Linked DNA regions of Mus musculus: region 1 is linked to region 2. A link is a contact called in public promoter capture Hi-C data. All regions are on one chromosome and are shown on one strand. Each heading gives the region's core, a stretch centred on a gene start, on an enhancer-like site or on the middle of the called end of the contact. The rest is flanking DNA. Distances are from core to core; before and after follow the strand shown. Region 1 has its middle 3.9 kb from the start of Gm46907. Region 2 overlaps Fam166c (family with sequence similarity 166, member C).

The links. Promoter capture Hi-C pulls out the DNA fragments that hold promoters and counts their contacts.
Region 1: a promoter capture Hi-C map of liver shows a contact between it and region 2, with 2.1 times the contacts expected there. The contact joins two enhancer-like sites. A contact is called at or near these places in 5 of 39 promoter capture datasets (the C10 cell line, the HPC-7 cell line, embryonic stem cells and 2 more) and 1 of 115 datasets of contacts at active chromatin or transcription factors (embryonic stem cells).

Annotation. Positions count from the first base shown.
Region 1 is chr5:30,816,035-30,821,220 of GRCm38.p6, reverse strand. It overlaps a transcript of Mapre3 not described here. Among named protein-coding and RNA genes, the nearest start is that of Gm46907, 3.9 kb to the right of the region's middle. Within about 2 kb of position 2,085, at least 22 of the 459 cell types and tissues checked have an H3K27ac peak or open chromatin away from gene starts, as enhancers often do. A contact at or near this core is called in liver, where this site is marked.
Region 2 is chr5:30,481,313-30,486,301 of GRCm38.p6, reverse strand. It overlaps Fam166c (family with sequence similarity 166, member C), which reads right to left. Exons shown (of 4, transcript NM_029285.1): 3 at 4,114-4,226; 4 at 2,215-2,434. The coding sequence ends at 2,290. It overlaps Cib4 (calcium and integrin binding family member 4), which reads left to right. Exons shown (of 7, transcript NM_028483.1): 7 at 535-718. The coding sequence ends at 565. Among named protein-coding and RNA genes, the nearest start is that of Fam166c, 18 kb to the right of the region's middle. Within about 2 kb of position 1,456, at least 5 of the 459 cell types and tissues checked have an H3K27ac peak or open chromatin away from gene starts, as enhancers often do. A contact at or near this core is called in liver, where this site is marked.

The DNA of each region.
Region 1 (5,186 bases), core at 836-3,335, 330 kb before region 2:
CCACCATGCCCAACAGTTCTGACTGCCAAGTCACTTTTTCAAAAACAATTTTTTTTTTTTGGTTTTTCGAAACAGGCTGTCCCAGAACTCACTTTGTAGACCAGGCTGGCCTCGAACTCAGAAATCTGCCTGTCTCTGCCTCCCAAGTGCTGACAAATATTTTATATTATTAATACTGGTATATTAATAAAAACTATGTAGTTTTAAACACAACTTTAACCAAAGACCCTAAATAGTCTGAAAATGGCAATTTATGGCCTAAGGATATGTGTCTTTTTAAGGCCGTGTGTGTGTGTGTGTGTGTGTGTGTGTGTGTGTGTGTGTGTGTGTACATGTATGTAGTCTAAAATATTAGGCAGATTTGGAGTCATACTTCTTGCTCAGCTCTCTTAAATCATATCATATAAGTGGTATGTATTTCCTACATATTAGGAAATAGTTTTATGAACAACAATGCGTGGAGTCAGAACACACCAGATGGACTAAGTTCTTTACGTTAGGGAAATGAAGCATCCAGAGCTTAGAGCACCGATGTTAAGACATTGAAAAACAACGTCTAGGCAGCTCAGCAAAGTTGGTAGGGCATGGTGCTAGTGAGATCTTAGAATCTAGTGTGTGGCAAGAACTGGCCAGCCAGCTTCACATGGGGAAAACCCACTCCTGGCTGCAGGATGCCTCCCCAACCCTGGGAGCTACCGTGCAGATTTGTACTCCCAGCCAAAGAAAGATTGGGTGATGGACTGTAAACTAGTCAGCGCAATTCACGCTCCTTCTGGGTAAGTACTCAAAGCACAGCCCAGCTGGTGAGTGTGTCCTCGCTCTATACTCAACACGACACCTGGCTAAAAACAACAACGACCAACTGATGACAAAATCAAAACTTCAACATCACTTAGTGAGTTCTTATCACACCATGGTAGTCATTGTGTTTTTCCTTCTTTTGAGATTTAGTTATGTGCTTGACTATTTTGCCTGCATGTATATGCACTGCCTGAGTTCCTACAGATGGTCATGAGCCATCATGGGTGTGCTGGGAACCCAACCCAGGCCATAGAACAACAAGTGCCCGTAACCGCTGAGCCATCTCTCCAGCCCCTTATTAGTCATTTCCACCGAAAGCTGTCAGTATTGAGTAAAGGAGCAGCCAGGCCTGATAGAGATTGCAGCTATCGTCACAGAGTGTATCCATACTTCAGTTAGGTCCCTGAAGCTTCAAGCTCTTTTGTAAGAGGCACAGGACTTAACATGCTGTTTTTTGAGAAGCAGACTCACTATGCAGCCCAGGTTGTCCTGGGATTCCACGCATGGTACCATGTCCAGCTCACATACTTGCTGTAAAGGTCACATGGGCAGATGCTGCTTTGGACAATAGTTGAAATTAAATGACCTTATTAGGAAGTAATGGTTAGTTCCTTCAGCTGTCAAGAGGAAGGGGTGATTCTCAAAGGGGAGTAAAGGGGCAGGGAGACGCTGGGGCAGGCACTCCATAGAGACTGAGAAGCTGTTGGGAAGCAGGCACTTGAGAGGGCCCTCCTCGCTCACCAGTCTTCTCTGGACACTGGCCTGGTCTGAGGAAGGAAGCCAGCTAGCGCTACCTGCTCCATCACTGACCACTCTAGCAAAGGTTTTCTATGAAGATGTGTTGATGGCGGAGTCATGTGCACTGTCAAGTCTACGAGCTCTCCCCTAAGTCCAGAGCAGTGCATCTTAAAACACGTCAAACAAGAAAGCAGAGGAACTAAAAGTTCCCTGTTGAGTCTCCTTTCCTTTCCCCACACCCACATCCGTCTTCCCAGAGGTAGATCCTTTCCAAGTTCAGTTACAGTCCTGGGGATGGAGCCTGAAGACACACACGCTCCCTAGGGACCACTCCCCACCACAGAGCTAGCCTTTAGAGGCCTGTGTATGGACATGGGCTTGGTCTAGGAATTCAGAAAGGCCTTGAGCCTTTCTGTAGCTGGTCCATCCAAAAGGACCTCCTTTCTCTCTCCTCACTCTGGGAGGAGGCTTCCCTGCTGGAAGGAAGGGCTCTTTCCCCATGACCTCTCTCCCACAAGTACAGAAACTGATCTGAGTGAAGTCATGGTTCAAGGTGCACTTCACACAGTAGCGGAAGTGAGCAAGGGCCACGAAAGGCTCACTAATAGGCCGGCACCCGGCAGCTTGCTTTCCTATTTCTGATTCTGATCATTCTTAGTAGAGCCTACCCAGCAGAAGGCCTGAGCAGCCCCACGTCACACCAAACCCGGGCTCTGCTCCAGTCAACTGCTCATGCCTGGCCGTTCTGTCAGACAAGCAAGTCAGCTGAATGCATGGTCACAAAGGCCCATTTCATACATACACTCTCTCATTTGGTAGTTGAAATGACACTGTGACTCTCAAGTTTTCACTGGACAAATGGCTGCTTCTGTTGGACACAAAGGCTCCCGAGGAATGGGGCAGTTTTGAATTAGTTCAGGATGGACTTCTCATGACAAACTTTGAGACATTATTTTGACATTATGGCACCAGTAAATGTAAATAAATATTGCTACCTGCTATGAAGCAGCTCCTCTCCTTGCATCCTCTAACAACCCTAAGGGACAGCCATCATCCAGGCTAGCCTACAGATGAGAAAACTAGCACTTAGCAGTTACATAACCTACCCAGTGTCACACAGTCAGGAAGTAGGAGGACTGGGATTTGGGCTCAGATGCATCTGTTTTGAGAGGCCAGATCAACTTAGTTTCTTTTTTTTTTTTTTAATCTTTTTTCATTTATTTTATGTATATGAGTACACTGTAGCTGTCTTCAGACACACCAGAAGAGGGTATCAGATCCCATTACAGTTGGTTGTAAGCCATCATGTGGTTTCTGGGAATTGAACTCAGGACCTCTGGAAGAGCAATCAGTGCTCTTAACCACTGAGCCATCTCTCCAGTCCCATCAACTTAGTTTCTAAAGGAGGGGGTGAGACATCCCTGTGGCTCCCAGGACCTATGCAAGGCTCCATCTGAGTGCTGGGAGGGAGCCCTGAAGCTGCCCCTCAGGTTTGCTTCCACTCAGCCCCAGGTCTGAGCTCTCTGCTTTGCTTTCCAGAACACAGCAGCCTTGGAGATAAGCCGAGAAGATGTCAACACCCAACTTTGCATTTGCTTTCAGTCAGTAGATGCACAGTTTTCAAAAGAAGAGTCCCAGAGCAGGAATGGAACTTGTAAGGGAAAATTGTTATTTGTAAGGTGGCGAGAATAAATATTTAATTAGACGCTTTGACATTACATTTTGCCTGGCCTTGCAACACCTCAGACAATAAAAGCAGCCTTTGTCTACAGGGCTAATTACAGACTACTAAATTATTTTTATTACAGCCCTTTGGATTATTAAGTGTGACAAATGCAGCATCGTGGCTGTATAGAATAGTGCTAGTCTGGAAATGTGAGTTCTAATCCTGACTCAGACCCTAATAACCACCAATAGTCAACTGCACGGTGTACACAGTTGACACTGCTCTCATATACTCTTTATGTTAGTTAAGTCACTTTGGGGCAAATCACTTAACTCTTAAGAGTCTCGTGTCAAAACCTGGAAATGAGGACATTAGGACATCTGTCCTGTCCAGTTCTAGCGTGTGTCTAAGATCCTGACAAACATTTCTATACATAACTAGAGCACCTGCATTTTGGCCCAAAAATTTAGATCTTCTATATGGTTCTGAAAATGCTGCTTGCCTACATTCAGGGATAATTCAAAAGATGCTTGCTTCCAGCTGCTTGCTAAATTTCTGGAGAGTTCCCTATTCTAGCTCTGAGTGGACTCCCATGTGGGAACTGTTTTGTTCAGTAAGTAGCATGTCTAAGGCTAGTTGGTCACCTAAGCCCACAGAGAGCATTAGATTGGAGGAAGGTGTCAGAGGTCCCCACCTTGACAATGCATGGGCTGTTAGGTGGAGCAGCCCTGGCATCTCCACAGAAATCGAACAACACTCTAACTCAAAGACACACAAAGATCTCCCCTTGCAGGGTTGCTACTTCTTGCTTCTGAAACTAGAATGTAGCTCAGAATACAAACACACACACACACACACACACACCCCTATACCTAAAAGCTGTGGGTAAATTACAGGGTAGTCTCAAGATCAAGGAAATGCAGTGCTATAAAACCATAACATACCACTCAGCTCTAGGTCTAACTTGGTCCAAATCATGCCCCTCTCCCTGATCTTAACAATTACCTACAATAGCAGCTGGGTCGGTGTGTAAGAGCGGTTTCAGTCTTGTTTCTTAAGAGGACCAGTTTATAAAGCATTCAGTCATTATCCGTAAAACACTGGTATGTATTTCAAAGGCAAATTAACCCATATAAAAGCCACCCCGATGCCCTGAGACGGTATTGTCCCATAGCACACTGCACACGGAACACCGCACCTCACACTCGCCTCAGCTCTCTAGCCTTGACACATTTCCTTGCTTAATTCACCACCCTCCACCCCAGTAATCACACAGAATCAGTAATAACACCGATTCCCAAAATACACTCAGCCCAGGAAGGGCAGCTCTCCAGCACAGCTGTCTCCTTCTGTCCTCCTCGGGTATTTGGGTGAGCTATGTGACACAGAGAGGACCAGAGGAAGGAATGTAGCTCTCAGGCCCCAGAGCTCCCATCAGACCACAGGCAGGCGCATCCTGCCATTTAAACCCAGATTGGCATTCGACAAAGAACAGATTCTACTGTTGGATGGGGGCCGTCATCCTCCTGAACCCCATCTCTATGTTTAAAACTAGGGCGACAACCGTCTTTGCTACTGTAAACTAATCTGATGGGCACGGGGGCAGGGAGTGGCCCTGAGGAGGCTGCCAACAGGCCATGAGTGAGCAAAGCCTGGGAGCAAACTCACTGTTTGCAACCTCAGAAACCCTAATGAGAGAGTCTGTCATGGTGAGTTCTAGGAGTGGACCATGCCCTCCCTCCCTTTGTGGCCTGGAGTTAAACAAGCAAACAAACAACCCCAAACATACCCAATACCTCTTATTCATTAGAACTGCCTTGCAGGAATTTCCTAACACTACATTGAAATCTGGGAGAGGAAAAAAGGAACCAACGGAAGCTGGCATTGAGGTACACACAGTAGTTAGGAGCCCTCGAGTTCAGGCATGTCTATGAAGAACTTTCTGGCTATGAGCACAAACTAACTTAAGCTGAGTTTCTTG
Region 2 (4,989 bases), core at 207-2,706:
TCATTCCTGTTTTTTTCCACTGGCCACCCAAAAATTCAGAAACCCTTTGTGTTCTGGTGATGCTAATAGAAGCTTAAAGAAAGTTTAGGAATTGGGGAAAGAACTTAAACTCCTTGCTATGCAATCATGAGGACCCGAGTTTGACCCCTAGTGTCCATATTAGAAGCTGGGTGTGGTGGTGTAAACTAGCAATAGCAAGGCTAGGGATGCTGAGCAGGAGGGCCCCTGGGCTCCCTGGTCCCAGCAAGAGACTTTGTCTGAAAACAAACAAAACCAGAAACAAGGTAAATGACTCCTAAGGAGCCACACCTGGGCTGCTCTCTGGTCTCCACACGTGTGCATATGTGTACATGCACCCTCATTGACACTCATGAACACATGTACACACACACACACACACACACACACAGAGAGAGAGAGAGAGAGAGAGAGAGAGAGAGAGGACTGTTTGAACCAGCTGGGACCACTGCCTACAGAAAAGGCCATGATAGGGCAAGGTGGGGGACCTCAGATGGCTCTGGGACTCTCTTTCAGCTCTTTTCGGATTCACTTCTGGGGCTGCTGATGTGGAGGTCATCGGCTGGTTCGGCAGCTTCAATGAAGACTACTGGACACCCCCTGCATCCAGGCACTGTAGAATCTGATTTGAATTATGACTCAGCTCTGTCCATCCTTCACCTCTAGAGTACTGTTTGCTAAGTAAATATGTGTTTCCCCCATCCAGACCCACTGCTTTCTGAAGGTCCTACATAGGGAGTTGGTGTTTCTTCTAGGGCTCAGGTTTGCCAACAACTCCCGGCAAGCGGGCATGGCAACCTTTTTGAGGACAGAGTTCAAACCTCGACCCACGACAGAGGAGAAGACTAAGCCAAATGGAACAAAGTTCAGAAGGGAAATATTCGTCCTTCCCTCCTCTGGAACCCACCCATGATCAGGATGCACACATAGCTGTCATTCCAGCTGGCGTCTGGCTTGCCTGGCTTCCTTCCATGGAGAAGACATCTTGGCCCTGCTTGCCACCCTTGGACCCTGGGGATGGGACCATGTGTGACCAGCATTTAAGGCCTATTTGCTTTGCCATTCAGCCAAGCCCTGTAATGAGTTTGGCCACTCTGGGGACACTTTAGGGTCCAGCTGTCTAGAGACTCTGGGACACAGGAGAAGTTCATCATGGGAACTTGTGGGAGCTGCCAGATGGCTATCTGCTGTGCGTGTGGATTTTCTTGTCTATATGCATCTGAGGGAGGGGATAGGTCTGATTACAAGGAAGAGTTGTTTTTGCTACAGTGTGCACTTGAATCCTGTCTTTAGGTCTTGACTCCCCTGTTCAGTTGAAATAGAGACTCATTACTTGACAGAATCTGCTTGATCTAATCCAGATGGGTGGAACGTTGGGGGAGCCCAATGGTGTGACACATTCCTCAGCTGTGATCTCCTCCCAGAACGGTCTATGGGACTTTGTGCCCTACCCTCTGCCCTATCAAAGTTTCCCTGGAGCAGCCATGTTGGGAGAGCATACTTTGACCCTCGAAGGTTGCCAAAGCTTGTTGCTACCTTGGCACCCACTCCCTGAGGTCATGTCGCTGAGAGTAGTTTAGTCCCAGCTCACTCCTCCAAGAAATAAGCTCAAGTATGTATAAAGACCTAATCAGCCAGCTCTGTCCAGTCAGAGCTGAGTACAAGTCACCCCCACTCCCTGCCACGCCACAGGGCCCCTGGGATCACTAAGACCCCCTCTGTTTCCACATGAGCGTGTGGTATTTGAGAAACCAGGACTGAGGAGCCCAAAAGACCCGGTTCAAATCCTGTCTGTGCTAATTCCTTACTATGTGTGCTTGGGCAACTTTCTCAGCATCCCAGAGGTAGGGCCGAGGTCCCAGACTCCGTAATGAGAAATGGGAGTCAGCTGAGTAACAACACTGAGGGAACTGTTTGGGGGTCATGCCACCCACCCTAGCCACTGCTGTGTGTTCTCAGTTATACTAGTGAAAGCAGGCAGGAGGTCTCGGTCCCCGAGTGGCCCGACACCTGGGTAGCCTTATGAGCCTGGCCTTAGTCATCCCCCAGTCCCACCTGCCTCGACCTGGGCACATCTGGATGGCCCACAGTGGCTGGGCACAGCTTCTTGGTTCGGATTTCTCCGGCTTAGCTCTCCCCAGTGCTCAGGGCACCTTCACGCATGGTGACAAGATCCAACTGAGAGGCACACGGGATGGTTGTGGCTGAAGATTTTATTACAAGCAAGCCAGCCTGGTCAGGCCAAGGTTCCCTGGGGTCAACCACCTGGTTTCAGGCTCTGAACTCGAAGTAAAGGTCCCGCCTTTGGCGCTCTTGAGAGGAAACTCTCTTCCCTGATGGGAAGGTCTGGTAGGTCCTCTTGTAGTCAGGGGATAATCTTAGTAGGTTCCACTTACTCTTCTCACTCAGAGGAGGCCTGAGGGTAAGGATGGGCCAGCGTCAGGCAGTGCGCCCCGAGGAGCGGGAGGAATGTTCACCATAACCCTTGTGCTCACTATAGCTTTGTGGCCCTGCAGCCATTGGCAGCGTGACATCTGCCGAGTGAACAAGGACTCGGGAGAAAAGTGACCTGGATTCTGGCCCTGCCTCCTGCTGGAAACAAACCCATGTGACAGTGAACTGCTGCTACTGTTGCCCTCTTGTTATCCTCTTGTTCTGAGGAGTAAATGAAGCTCTTTGTGTAAAGCACTTAGTGCAAGGTGAGGAGAAACTCAGCCGTTATGGGAGATGCTGACTGCTGCTGTGGTAGAGATGGTGGTGGTGATGATGGTGAAGGTGATGGTGGTGGTGATGGTGGTGCTGTAACTCAGAAAGGCTAGAGACTCCCCAGGATACAGAGTTGATCGCCGACCGTCCCCAGCCACTTAAGATACGCTATCTGTATCGGGCATGGCACGGTCAGCAGTGCAGACTACTGGATAATTTGGAGAAGAAAGAGATACAAGGACCTGAAGATTCAAGAGGGGGCATACATGGCAAGATATCAGAGACCTGTCCCCAGGAAAGGCTCAGTTTCAAGGGACTCACTGGCTCAGAACTGGCTCAAGAGAGACACAGGCAACCCAAAGGCTGAGCTGACCCACAACAAACATAGGTCTCTTCCCAGACGGGGTCTTCAACCATCAGGTAACCCGCCCAAGCTCCTGAGGTCTGCGCTGGACTCAGTTTACTTTCTTATGTGCCAGACCCATCTGTCTTACAGAGAGGCACTTTTAGAGGTACTAAGACAGTGTCGGCAAAGTGTACCAAACTCTGTGGGAGCAGCTGCTGTATCTACATCTGGATGCTGAGGCTGGGACTCTTGAGGCAAGCAGGGGTTAAAGGTTAGAAACCCAAATGTGTCCACTGACCTCCCAAGTCCACACCCCTCCCAGACAGACACAGGTGGGTTGCAAAAGTGGGGAGAGGAACAGGCTTCGAGTTGGTCTCTAGGTCACCTCCCTACCACTCCCAGCCATAAGGCCCCTGGGAGTAAACTTGCGAAACCTGTGCTTTGGTGGCAGGAGGGAGGGAAGGTCTTCCCTGGGGGCGGGCGAGGGGCTCTCTCAAGACACCAGAGCCGGGCTGTAAGGCGTTTCTTACTTTTTAAAACCTGGCTAGTTAGACTTTTAAGATAATCTCATGTCCCTGGTGCAAGACTAGGATCCCAGCATACCCTAGACTGGGTTCCATAGAAGGTGGGGGGGGGGGGGACGGGACGACGACAACAGGATATGGGTGGCAAGCTGATGACCTGTCCCTTGTCCACGTAGTGTCCCATTCATCCACCAGAGGGCAGCAGCTGTTTGGACTGGTTTGGACTGGTGCAGCTTTGAGAAGGGCCTTTGCAGAGGAAGTAGCAGTCAAGTTCCCACAAGCAAAGGCTATGGAGTATGTATCTGGTCAGGAAAATACTTCCTGATCCTCCCATGAGGGTTTCTGGCATCCTGCCCCCCACCCCCCAAAAAAGAGCTGCTGGATCTGGGACTCTGCAATAGCAGGCACCACTGGCTGTGTTAACTGTTTCTCAGGGTCATGGCTCCAGGGCTGGAGGAAGAGGAGATGCCCTGTGGATGTGTGTTTGTTGACCGCAGAGAGGAGGAGAGGGACACTCACAGGTCGGTGGGTAGGGGGTACCGGTCCGGCTCCTTCACAGGAAGTACAAAGTAAGGAACACGGGACAGAATGCCAGTCTTGTCTTGGTAATACTTCCGCTGCTGCTGGACTGTCTACAGCTCGGCAAAGAACACACAGCAGGTTGTTGCTGTACCACCTGTTCCAAGATACAGCTGGCCAGGGGTGCGGCAGCCCCACCCCCACCCCAGTGTTCCTGGTGAAATCCGTTCCTCCATCTATTGGGGATAGTGACATCATCACACAGCAGTTTTGATGCAGAGAGTAAACGAGACCAGGCTGCTAAGAAGTCTGGAATTCCAGTTTAGCATCTGCACACCTAAACACTGTCCACGCAAGCGTGCTCTAAGCACACCCATGTCCACGCAAGCGTGCTCTGCTCTAAGCTCTGCTTCTCCTTCACTCCTGGAGCAGGTGTATCAGTTGTGTCAGCCTGGGGAGCAAGCCTCCCACTGACACACTGATGTGACCCCATGGTTTCTCAGAGTCTGAGACCATCTACTCATCCTGTCCCGGGGGAACTACCCTCACTCAGGACAAGTTCCCAGCACTGACACCAGGCAGTATCTGTGTCTTTCCTACCTGGATGGGAAGGTATTTGTGAGAGAGGATGCTGCAAGGACTAGGGCTCCCGGAGCCTAGAGGGAAACGATACCTCATTCCCACAGGTGGGCAGCAGGTGGGCATGCTAAATCAGAGAATCAAAAGCACTAGGGGCATGGCTGGGTTCCCCCAGCTTCATCTCTCCATCGTGGACAGTCTGGTACAGTGGGGTGCACTCTTAGAGGGATGGGGGCTGTGGAGGATTAGTGGGTACAAGGGAACTTCGGGGGGGCCTTTGTGTATGATTTCTCTTGG